Linked DNA regions of Mus musculus: all the other regions are linked to region 1. The links are chromatin contacts, called in public HiChIP or PLAC-seq maps. All regions are on one chromosome and are shown on one strand. The core of a region is the stretch at or near the end of the contact, and the rest is flanking DNA. Distances in the headings are between cores, read along the strand shown. Region 1 holds the start of Arsb (arylsulfatase B). Region 2 has its middle 59 kb from the start of Lhfpl2. Region 3 has its middle 82 kb from the start of Lhfpl2.

Evidence for each region. HiChIP or PLAC-seq counts read pairs in DNA pulled down with a chosen protein or histone mark.
Region 2: a contact with region 1 is called in a FOXA1 HiChIP or PLAC-seq map of pancreatic cancer cells. The contact joins the enhancer-like site here to the promoter of Arsb in region 1. A contact is called at or near these places in 1 of 484 Hi-C or Micro-C datasets (CD4 T cells), 5 of 115 datasets of contacts at active chromatin or transcription factors (bone marrow-derived macrophages, effector CD8 T cells, memory CD8 T cells and 2 more) and 2 of 9 other capture datasets (adipose tissue and liver).
Region 3: an HNF4G HiChIP or PLAC-seq map of pancreatic cancer cells shows a contact between it and region 1. The contact joins the enhancer-like site here to the promoter of Arsb in region 1. A contact is called at or near these places in 2 of 39 promoter capture datasets (liver and stem cell-derived epiblast-like cells), 1 of 484 Hi-C or Micro-C datasets (nephron progenitors), 2 of 115 datasets of contacts at active chromatin or transcription factors (memory CD8 T cells and pancreatic cancer cells) and 2 of 9 other capture datasets (adipose tissue and liver).

Annotation. Positions count from the first base shown.
Region 1 is chr13:93,769,552-93,773,256 of GRCm38.p6, reverse strand. Arsb (arylsulfatase B) reads right to left here and starts at 1,578. Exons shown (of 8, transcript NM_009712.3): 1 at 1,165-1,578. The coding sequence starts at 1,479.
Region 2 is chr13:93,996,866-94,000,570 of GRCm38.p6, reverse strand. No RefSeq gene overlaps it. Among named protein-coding and RNA genes, the nearest start is that of Lhfpl2, 59 kb to the left of the region's middle. Within about 2 kb of position 2,015, at least 73 of the 459 cell types and tissues checked have an H3K27ac peak or open chromatin away from gene starts, as enhancers often do. A contact at or near this core is called in bone marrow-derived macrophages, microglia and pancreatic cancer cells, where this site is marked.
Region 3 is chr13:93,974,294-93,977,998 of GRCm38.p6, reverse strand. No RefSeq gene overlaps it. Among named protein-coding and RNA genes, the nearest start is that of Lhfpl2, 82 kb to the left of the region's middle. Within about 2 kb of position 2,123, at least 29 of the 459 cell types and tissues checked have an H3K27ac peak or open chromatin away from gene starts, as enhancers often do. A contact at or near this core is called in adipose tissue and pancreatic cancer cells, where this site is marked.

The sequences.
Region 1 (3,705 bases), core at 329-2,828:
GGGAGAAAGGGAAGAAAGGACAGAGACAGAGAATATCAGTAACCACTAAAAGTTATTAAATTTAATTTGATCATAATCACATCAGGATTTTAAAAACCCACCAAACTTGGATTGAGGGGAGCCTAATTTCATAGGTCTGAGACGAGTAGGTGCAGGAAACTAAGGATTGCAATTTATAGCCGTGTGACTCCCCCGCTGACATCCAATTTAGGCAAGCTATCTCCTCGCCTGTAAAGGGCGTTCAAGATAACTACCTCATAAAGTGGTTTTTAAAAACGTTTCAGTACAATAAAAACACTACAAGATACGTTCTTACTGTTCCCAGTCATTTAACATACACATACTCTGTGGGGGACATACTCTCTAAAGGGGCAGTGAAGAGACTCATGTGGGCTGGATTCACCCTCAAAGGTAGAAGAAATATCAGCACCCTTATTTTCATTGTAGGGGTACGGAGAACCTGGAAATGACTTCCATTGTTAGCCATGCACAGCGGAGGATCTGAGCGTGGGTGCTGGAATTTCCACGTTGTTGACATATGCATAGTTATAGGCAAGGGGGTAACTTAGTAAAGGAAAGATATAGGAGCCTGGGGTGCACCTTATCTCACCTGTGGCCTGACTCCCAGGTACAACAGGGGCTGAGAGAAAGCTTAAGATCTTTCACATACCCCACCCCCACGCTCATTCACTGAAGGCTTTTCGGGTGATGCGTCCCTTGTCAACAATCCCAAGTCTTTTTAGTGTTTCTAAATTAATCTCTGAAACTCCCATCTACATGGCTTCCTATCCTCCTGGCTCAAGTAGGTCACTCCTGATCTATGACACACCGCGTCAGTCACTAGGGTCCGTCCCAGTGCAGCCTCTCACTTTAATGGCCCTCTGGAGCTCCTTGGGCCTCCCTTTTCTTCTCCATCCTTTCTCCTCAGGACCTCGTCTATCCTTCTCTTTGGGGGTTCACAGACACAGCACCTCGAGATCCCAGAAACCCCGCTCTCCTCTGACCTAGAGAAAACGAAAGCCACTCCTGCCTTCGGCCACCAGGAGGAAGTCAGGCATGCGCAGTGGCCCTAGGCAGCAGCCTGGGGAAGCCAGGGTTGTCGAGCGCGGTCCGACTGAGCTGGCGGGCTCGCGGGGTCACGCGGGGCTGGAGGCCGCCTAGTACCTGATAGCGGCCGGTGAGCAGCTGGCTCCGCGAGGGCGTGCACAGCGGCTGCACGTAGTAGTTGTCCAGGACCACGCCGCCGGCCGCCAGCGCATCCAGGTGCGGCGTGCGGATGACCGAGCCGTGAAAACCCAAGTCGTTCCAGCCCAGGTCGTCCGCCAGCACGAAGACCACATGCGGAGGCTGGGTAGCTCCGGAGGCCCGGGCCGGCGACAGCAGCAGCAGCAGCAGCTGCAGCAGCAGCAGCAAGAGTGGCAGCTGCGGCCCGGGACCTCCAGGCCGGCTCCTGCCAGTGCACGGGCTAAGCTTGCCCATCCTTAGCAGCCTGCAGAGCCCGTGCTGCGGGCACCCCCGACAGAATCGGGAACTGAGCGGCCGGGCTCCCCAGCAAGATTTCATCCACCTGGGCGGGCCGCGGGCTGGGGAGGGCCGGCGTCCACGGCCTCCGCCTCCCGCGGGGGCCGGGGGAGGAGCCGCACAGAGCGCGCGGGCGAACTCAGCCGGTCCTTCCAAGGCCCAGAGGCCCGTTCTTTATTTTAGCCATGAACTCGAGAGCCACAAGTTCCAAAGCTGTTTCACAACCTTTATCTGATTAAATCTAGCCGCAAACTTGACAGCTAAGCACTATAGTTAGCGCTCCTTTTATCCCCAGAAGAAACCCTGTAATGGTTTGGACCATTACAGATGAGAGAAGAGAGGTGGTGCAGATGGTGTTTCAGATTCCTTTGTGCAGTGTGTACCCATGAAGCCACTTCCTTCCCATCATCAGTGGGCCAAACACATTCATTCTGTCTGCCCAGAATCTAAAATGAAATGGTGAAGTTTCATTTCAAGACATTCGGGGTATGCCCACCTAAGACTGTCTACTTGCTTACTCAATGTCTAGAGATGAGTGATAACTGTTAGGTGGAGAGAGAAAAAATGTGCGCTGCCTGAAGGACACACCCTCTCTGGCTGAGGCCGAGTCCGTGGGAGTTACTTTACAGCTTTAGAAGCTCTGGATGAATGATACCCTTGAAAAGTAATTATTGCTGATGTACTCAACTGACTTCCATGCGGTTGGCTGATGGGCGTTTGTGGTATTGTTCCTTATAACCAATTTTAATTTCTTATCGGTTTCTCACTAATAAATTAGATGAAATCACATGATGTATTCATTTCTGCATTTGTGATTTGTGTGAGAGTAAAAAAATTCTTTTGTGTGTGTGTGTGGTTTTTTTTTTTTTTTTTTTTTGAGACAGGGTTTCTCTGTGTAGCCCTGGCTGTCCTGGAACTCACTTTGTAAACCAGGCTAGCCTTGAACCCAGAAATCCGCCTGCCTCTGCCTCCCGAGTGCTGGGACTAAAGGTGTGTGCCACCACGCCCGGCCAAAATTTTCCTTTTTAAAAAAAGATTATCCTTGAATATATGTTTCCCTCTTAACATACATAAGAGTTTTCTTTGAAGTAGATAACTACTACTTATCCTTAGTAAAATATAGCCAGAAAGTTTTAAATTTTGGCATTTTTAAACCCAAAAACAATATCTTAGAAGAGTTGTTTGTTCGCTTTTGTGTTGGGGATAGTGTGGTCTCTGCATATTCTTCTACTCCATAATTGTTTTCTATAGTCCTCTCCTTTTTGTTTTTAAGCAGGTGCTTACTATGTACCCCAGGATAGCTCCTCCAGCTCTCTGTCCTCCTGCCTCTTCATCTCCCACTGACAGAACTGGGATTACAGTCCCAGGCCAAGGTCCAGGTTTTCCCTGCCCTTGATAAGCATCAAACAGCCTCCAGTAATACTGCTCCTGGAACTAAGCACCCACCAAAATCCCCGTGCCCTGCATTTCAACTGAGCATGTCAGCTGGGGGTGCCCTGGCAATGTGCAGGTGGGAAAAGTCTGATTTTCATCTGTATACTGAAGACCTATGGCATGCATACTGTGCGTGGTTCTTTTAAAAATCTCTCTACTGGTGTTCCTTTGGTGTTTCCTTTGGATTTCACTCAGGCAACAGCTTCGTACAAGAGTACAGGAAGGTGATGTGGGGTGATGCCTGGTACCTCAGACAGAGAGGAACAGTGTTGGTTTGCTCTTTTGTGGGACCCCTGTGTTACTGGCATCAGGTCTCCACTGCAGAGTTACCATCTCCCCCTTGTAATTACTAAGTAGTACTCAAACTTTTGCTTATTGGCTTTCATTTCTTGTGTGAATAGATTATAATTAGGATGGCTACCAATAGTGACCTTTTAGCGTCCTTTCTATGAGTTTCTGAGTTTCTTATGTATTTAGTTCATTGTGAACTCTTGGATTCTTGCTTTGATCAATATGCCATAATCCTTTAACATAATTGCACCCCCCCCAACACACATACACACACACACACACACACACACACACACACACACACACACACACACACACTTGAACAGGCTGAGTGACACTGCTTTATTAGAACACGGAGGGGCCCTACCTTTTCAAAGGGATGGAGACTGAGTGCATTTACCAGGGCTAGGAGACACACATGTACACACACATGCACACGTACTTGCACACGTACATGCA
Region 2 (3,705 bases), core at 766-3,265, 230 kb before region 1:
AGCCCTGACTTGGAAATCCACTATGACATGTTTTATCAAAACTGGGATTTCCTGGTCAGCTCGAGAAATGCTACTAGGCTCACTGAGACTGAACCACCAACCAAAGAACATGCAGGGCCTGGACCTAGGCCCCCTACACATTGGTAGCAAATGTGCAGCTTGGTCTTCATGTGGGTCCTCTCATAATTGGAGATTAATAATTGGCTGTCTCTCATTGGATGCTCTTCCCCTAGCTGGACTGCCTGGTTGGACCTCAGTGGGAGAGGTGGTGCCCAACAGGGGATTCCCCTTCTCCTCAGGTAATTCAAGAGGGATTTGTAAAGGTAGGACTGGGAGGAGAGGAGGGAGGTGGGGCTGCTACTGGGATGTAAAGTGACCCACCCACCCACACACCAAGAAATGATATTGATTCTGGATAGAATTCATTTATTGGAAAGAAAAAAAGAAGAGGGTCCAAGAGGAAGTATGGGAGGAAAGGGGAGAGAGGGTAAGAGGCAACAAGACAGGAGGAGAGGAAAAGGGGAGGGCAGGGGAGGAGAGGGGAGAGGAGAGGGAAGAAAGGAGAGGAGCAGTGTAAATTCAACATGTCCAAATATAATAATATTAGACAAAGAAGAGACACATCAAGTCCCAGTGCAAAGTTCCTTCCTTCCCTCCCCGTCCCCTCCCCTCCTCTCTCTTCCTCTCCTCTCCTCTCCTTTTCTCTCTTCTCTCCCCTCTCTCTCCTCCTCTCCCTTCTCTCCCCTCCCCTCCCACACCTCCTTTCCTGCCCAGCTTTTCCCACACAGTATGTTAAATTGCTGCCCAGGGTTGGGTTTGGTGACAACAGGTACCCTGTCAGGCTTGGACAGAGATTTAGATGCAAGATGCAGAGGAAAGTTCCAGCAGGTCACAACCCGGGGAGAAGCAGGCTTCGAGCCTATGTGGAGGAACAGACTGTGATAGAAAGATTAGATGCCAGACTCCTGGTAAGGCACAAAGAATGAGCCAAAAAATTCCAAGAACACGGCAGACTGGGAGGGAATTCCCAAGAAAAGGTGCAAGGCCTCGGGTGGAGATTCTCAGAAGAAACAAGCCCCTCATGTCGTGGGGGTGGGAGGGTTGTACAGAGGGTGATGCAGAACAGCCAGACCATGTGGCTATGACCTTATATAACAAACATGGCAGGTGGGACTGCGGTGAGGGTGTCAAGTTGAGAAAACCAGCTCTGATTACGCATTTGGGCCCCAAGTGAAACTACAAGTGCCTTAGTAAAGTGAAGTGGAGGGGTATGTGACATGGAAGGAAGATAAGGAGACCACAGAGGGCGAAGGCCAAGGGGACCACAGAGGGGAGAGGACAGGGGGACCACAAAGGGAGCAGGCCAAGGGGACCACAGAGGACGGAGGCCAAGAAAAGGCAAGAAATTCTTGAGGCCTCTAGAGAAAACACACCACCATGAAGTTTACCTGGTAAAACTAGTTTTTGCCTGCTCGCCTCTCAAACTGAGAGAGAATAGTTACCTTTTGTTTTAAACCACCAGGTTTGTGATCATCTGTTGTAGGAGTCATGCGGGAAACTGAGATAGACACAGCGTTAAATACATACTGCTAAAATATCTATCTATCTATCTATCTATCTATCTATCTATCTATCTATGTAGTTCATTTATTGGATTTAATCTTTCCCAAATAATTAAATATGTATATCGATTCTAGGATTGATCTTTTGATCTTTTTCACTTAACGTTATGTCTAAGGTGTTCTGTTTTACTTCATGTAACTGTAGTTCATTTTTGTTTCTAAAAACTACTCAGATTTTCATAGCTGCCCTTCATTAAATTAGAGAAGACTGTTTTTTTCCTAACCCAAGGTTGTCCCCAGGATGCCACATTTTTGTGCTCTTTCACTTGAATTAGATGAGATAAAAATCCCACAAATGGGATTCCAAAAACTCTGCCAAGAGTGACCATGAATCACTCTCTAGCAGGGAGACAGAGGGGATGGTGTCAGGCAGTGTGATACAGTCAGCCCGGTGTATTCAATCTCAGCACAGGGATTGCTCTTCAGCCCCCATCTCCCAGTTCAGAGGAGCAGGAGGAGTCAGGACCCACAGCACCAGAAGAGTCTAGAGGGCTATCCTAGGACACAGTGACCCACCAGTGTGAGCATAGCACAGGAGATAAAAATTAAATGTAAGGTGACTTTAAAATGTTGATTGGTTACTTAAACAAAGCTAACTAGCCTCTCCATATAGTCTGGAAGATCCAAGCCCTGGATATCTTGAAATTCACCCTGGATGATTCAGCCTGGCATAGAATGGGTGTCCATGAGACATTGTCTCCTCCCGCCCCCCCCCCCCCCCCGGGAGGGCTTGTCTCGGGCAGTCTTGCCCAGTTGCAGGTGAGTCAGCTCACAGACCTGTGACTCATCATTCTGGCCCTTGCTGGTTAGCCACCCGTTTTATTACAGCCATCCATTTTGCCAAATACACCCTCACTGCATGCACGGATGCTTTCTGGGGGATGGGGAAAGGCATGGAAGGGGTGTCATCGTGCTCCCCAAGAAAATGAAACCACATTGTCACATGAATTCTCTATCTGGTAACTGTTGAGTCAAAGGGCAGTGTCTTCCTTGATCACTCTCTACCTTATTTTTCGAGACAAGGTCTCTCACTAAACCTATATCTCACTGACGAAGGAGTTTGTCTATCTACCTCTGCCTCCTGACTCCTACCTCCGGGTTACAAATGTATGCTGTCCCGCCTGGAGATTTGAACCTAGCTCCTCGTGCTTGCATGGCAGCGACTTTACCGAGTGAGCTACCTCCCAGCCCAGTTATACTTCTCAGTTTAGTATTTTGCCTTTCCTGGGAACCCCACGTGCTGTTGCCCATAGGTTTGTGAGTGCTTGTCATGGAGGAACAGCCCCGCCCTACTCCTCCGCTAGCAGAGCTACTAGAGGCTGTGGTCGTAGGAAGGGAGGCACCTGGCTGAACCCTCAAACATGGAAGGCTCCAGGTGAGTCTTCAGCTAGCACCTGAGACACCCAGACAAAGGCTTCCCTGTGGTCCTCTTCATGACACAATCCCTGGGACTGAATCTGCTTAGCTTGCCTCCCCCCATCATCCCTTTTGTATATTCTTAGGCAACCTTCAACTGTTGAGTGTCTACTCACCCAGGTGGCAGATAGCCTACATGTTTTCCAACATTCTTTTCCACAGTTTGTCCTTTGGCTACTTAATTTCTTTAGGTCTAATCTGGGGTTTGGGGGGAACAGGGAATAATTGAGAAAGGCAAAGAGTGAGATATCTTCACTGTCCACATTAGCCCCTGTCATTCAGGAACCATCTAGAATGGGCTGGATTCTATCATTTCCTCTTCGTGGCTTACTCATGTGTCTTTCCAGAGACTCAGGAGGAACTCTGCCCATCTATATTGAAGTGCATTTGGGCCTCCTGACTCTCTCACAAGCTTCTCTTCCCACGACACCATATCCTAGTATTTGGTGACCATGAAGCCAAACACATGCTCTCAGTGGTTTGGCGGGACATTTGACAGGTCACTCCTGGCTCTTATTGTCATGAGTAGACAGATGACAACTCTGAAGGTCTTTGCCAACAGCTGTCAGCAGTCTTAATTTTCACAGTTACAGACTGAGACGGTAAACCTATCTCACGGCTGGTCTCATGCCTTCAGTAGCCACACTCAGATTAGCCATGTGTCCAA
Region 3 (3,705 bases), core at 874-3,373, 200 kb before region 1:
ACTGTGGTTCAGGGGGCTCAGAGCTCATTCAGAGCTCATTCTCAGTATCTCACAAGCGCTGGTTACTAAGAAATGCACAGGACTTGCCTTTTATTCTGGTGTGCTGCCCCAGGGCGGAAAGACCTCCTGAGGTCAAACAAAGGAACAATTCAAAATACTGGCATTGGCCTTGAGAAAGTACGCAACATTAAAGGTGGGGAAGTGAACCTTCCAAGTCTAATTAGAGCCTGCACTTATAATTCCCAAGCTTTGGCGTCCAAGATGAGAAAAGGACTTACTGGGTTTCTGTTTTTGAAAATGTTACCGGGCTTGTAACGTTATATAATTGCCCATTCCCCAACAAGCCAGGTGCAGCCACCTGTCCTCAATAAACCAACTAAAAGAACCAACAGAATAGTGGAGAGCAGAAAAGAGTGATTTATTCAATGTGGCACACTGAGAGGCAAAGAGACCCAGTGTCACCCCCACATCACCTCCGAGTCTATCTTCAGGGTCCTAACATGAGGGTGAGGTTTAAATAGAAGATAAAATAGACAGATAGTTAAGCAGTCTGACTGGCCACTGAGCGGCCCTGACCATCACTGTCTAACTTCCAAGTTGAGATGTAAATTTTCTCCTCTGACACACAAGTTCACCCTCTAGCAGACAAGTTCCTCTTTCAGACACCCCAGTGCACTTTAGACGTCTCTTCTCCCAGTAGAGCCTTGAGGGGATTTGTGAAGTCTACTGGCTCAGAGAGCCAAAGAGAGAGCTACAGATGTCATTTTCGACTGCCTTAATTCTTCCCAGACAAGCTGATTACAGTAATAGACCCCTGGGTATGTTTTGTTTTTTTAAAATGTGTAATAGGACTTCTTAGGAAATTCAATTTCTGCTTGCTTAATACATATTGTTGAGTATTGCCAAGATTAAAAATAAGAGGGATGGACAGGATGTGGTCAGTCGTAGAAAGTGACTAACCGTACGTTCTTTTTTTTTTTTTTGGTTTTTCGAGACAGGGTTTCTCTGTATAGCCCTGGCTGTCCTGGAACTCACTTTGTAGACCAGGCTGGCCTCGAACTCAAGAGATCCACCTGCCTCTGCCTCCCGAGTGCTGGGATTAAAGGCGTGCGCCACCACGCCCGGCTAACCGTACGTTCTTAATGGCTGAAGCAGACACATCTTTCCAAGAGGCGTATCCCTGAGAAATTTTCACCATTATGTTTAATATATAACAAAAAAATCTGTTTATTTTCATTAGTATGCATATGACCGTTTGTCTGCATGTGTGTACGTGTATACATCTGCATGCTCATGACCCTGAAGGCCAGAAAAGGGTGTCAAATCCCTGGCTGGAGTTATGGATGTGAGCTGCCATGTGGGTGCTGAGAACTGAACCTGGGTTCTGCAAGGGTAGCCGCAGTGCTCTTCACTGCAGATCGGTCTCACCCACCTTGACTCCCTTCTGTGTGATGATAAGAGTTGGTGAGACCACTTGTGCTGGCAACTCTGTCTGAACGATTTCTATCATTGAGCTTAACAGTCACAAGAAATTACAATCTGTTTACATACTTTTGTGACAAAGAATGACAAAGTGATTTAGAAATAAAAAAGGTGTTCCGGCGCTTGGATTTATTACACCAGACGTAATAAATATTCCTGTGGGGAAAGGGGATGGGTTCTACATTCAACATGTGTAAAGTTGCCTAGTACTGGAGAGTAGCTTGTTGGTGCAGTATAAAGTGGGTAATAGCAGATATAGAATGGCTACTTGAGTACATTTTTAATGATGTAAGAAGATCAGTAAAAGGATGTGAGGAGCTTTAAACATGTCTACTTATAACATGCTGGAAAATATACATTTTGTTGAAGTAACTTTTTATAGCTACAAAGAGAAAGGGCTGATTTTCAGTTCTTTGGAAGACAGGACAACTAGGTAATTTGAACTATTGCCCTCAGGAACAGCTGACCAGAAATCTTAGCAGGTGAAAACCTCATCCATCAAGAGATGAGCAATTTATCAATGACAGGGAGAAACAGAAAGCAGTAAGCCCTGGTCTGCCTTCTCGGTCTAGGTAGGGAGGTCCAATCTAGGCAGGCTGCCTGGAGGGAGTGAGTCACAATAGACCTTGGCAGAAGCAGTGCACCAATAAAGAACGCAGCCTAGCCTCTCAGGAATGCAAGACAAACCCCATGCCATGAAATACTCCCTGCCACATCCTCTGGGGTTGCACAGCCTTCTGACATCTCCCTCTGCCTTCCCACCTCGAATCCCTGCAAATCTCCCGCTTTCAAACGCCCCTCTGACTGTCTCTTGACAACTTGCCTAGTCCCTGCTGTCTGAGATGTCAGTGAGTACTGCTCAGGTTTGGTGCAGGAGCATGCCACTGTATAAAGGTTCCTTTGCCCTGACAGCTTGGAACCTTTTCTTTTTTTCGTGTGCTATACCTGCTTCCTAGCTTGGTGGAGACACATTCAGCCCCAGGTGGGCTTACCCTAAAACCTGTGTTCTCAATTAGCACATGTTAAAGCCAAAGGGTTGTCATTAGTAGTTACACCTGGCCAACCAGGGAAACCAGGACTTCCCTGGTCATCCAAGCTACGGGCTTCCTATTAAGAAGGAAGGAAGAAGAAAACAGCTCAAAATATTAGATTTATGGGAAGGGCCATGCCAGAGCAGCAATTAAACCCGTGAGATCTGGGCCCAGTTGGTAGAATGCTTGCCTTGCATGCATGAAGCCCTGAGTGTCATTAATCCCCGGTACTGCATAAACAAAGGACAGTGATTCACATCTATAATCCCTGTACTTGAAGATAGTGTGACAAGATAGCCAGAAGTTCCATGTTCTCCTCAGCTTCATAGTGAGTTCCAGGCTGTCCTGGGATACATGAGACCATGTTTCCAAACACCACCAGCCCTGGGAGACCTGGACTAGAAATGGCCCTTGTCACCATTGACCTGTATGAGAGGGATGCACACTGAGAATGGATGGCTGTTGTGTTGATACTATGGCAGCACCAGACACCACTGGGGGTAGAAGAACAGCTAGCGACCTACTGTGATTAGGGAGTACAGAAAACTCCAGGTGGATAGATGGGCTTGGTGGGGACATAATACATTGCCTCTTTTCTAAGTAACCTGAGAACACAGGTCACAGGACAGGTCCGTTTGAAGTTGGGACCAGGGATGGTATAGGAAAATGTCTAAGTAGACAGTATTGAACGAGGTTTGCTGAGATGAGGGATCCTTTGTGGGCCACCACTGCTAGGCCGGGTACTCAGTACTCAGTGTGGGACAGTCCCACGTGCATCTCCCTTTCAGCTTTCGCCAAGAACATATGGCATGATTTCCTGTGCTTCACCCAGTATGGAATGTCCTGTTGGCCGATTGTTTGTCTGGATTGTCTTTTTACTTTTGAGGTTACAATTACACTGTTTCCTCCACCCCTTTACTCTCTATAAGCCCTCCCATAAACCCTCTGTGCCTTGCTCTCTTTCAAATTTGTGGCCTCCTTTCTCATTGGTTGAAATCTCTTTTAAAGGATATCACAGGGTTAGGGATGCAACCTAGTGATAGATCATGTGCTTAGCACCAAAGAGGCCCCGGGTTCAATTCCCAGTGCAGGAAAAAAAGAAGGGGAGGGAGGGTGGATCATTACAGGACATAGGCAAAACCAGAGATAAAAAGGATAACTCTGCTCTTAACGCAGTTCTTGTGTAGACCAG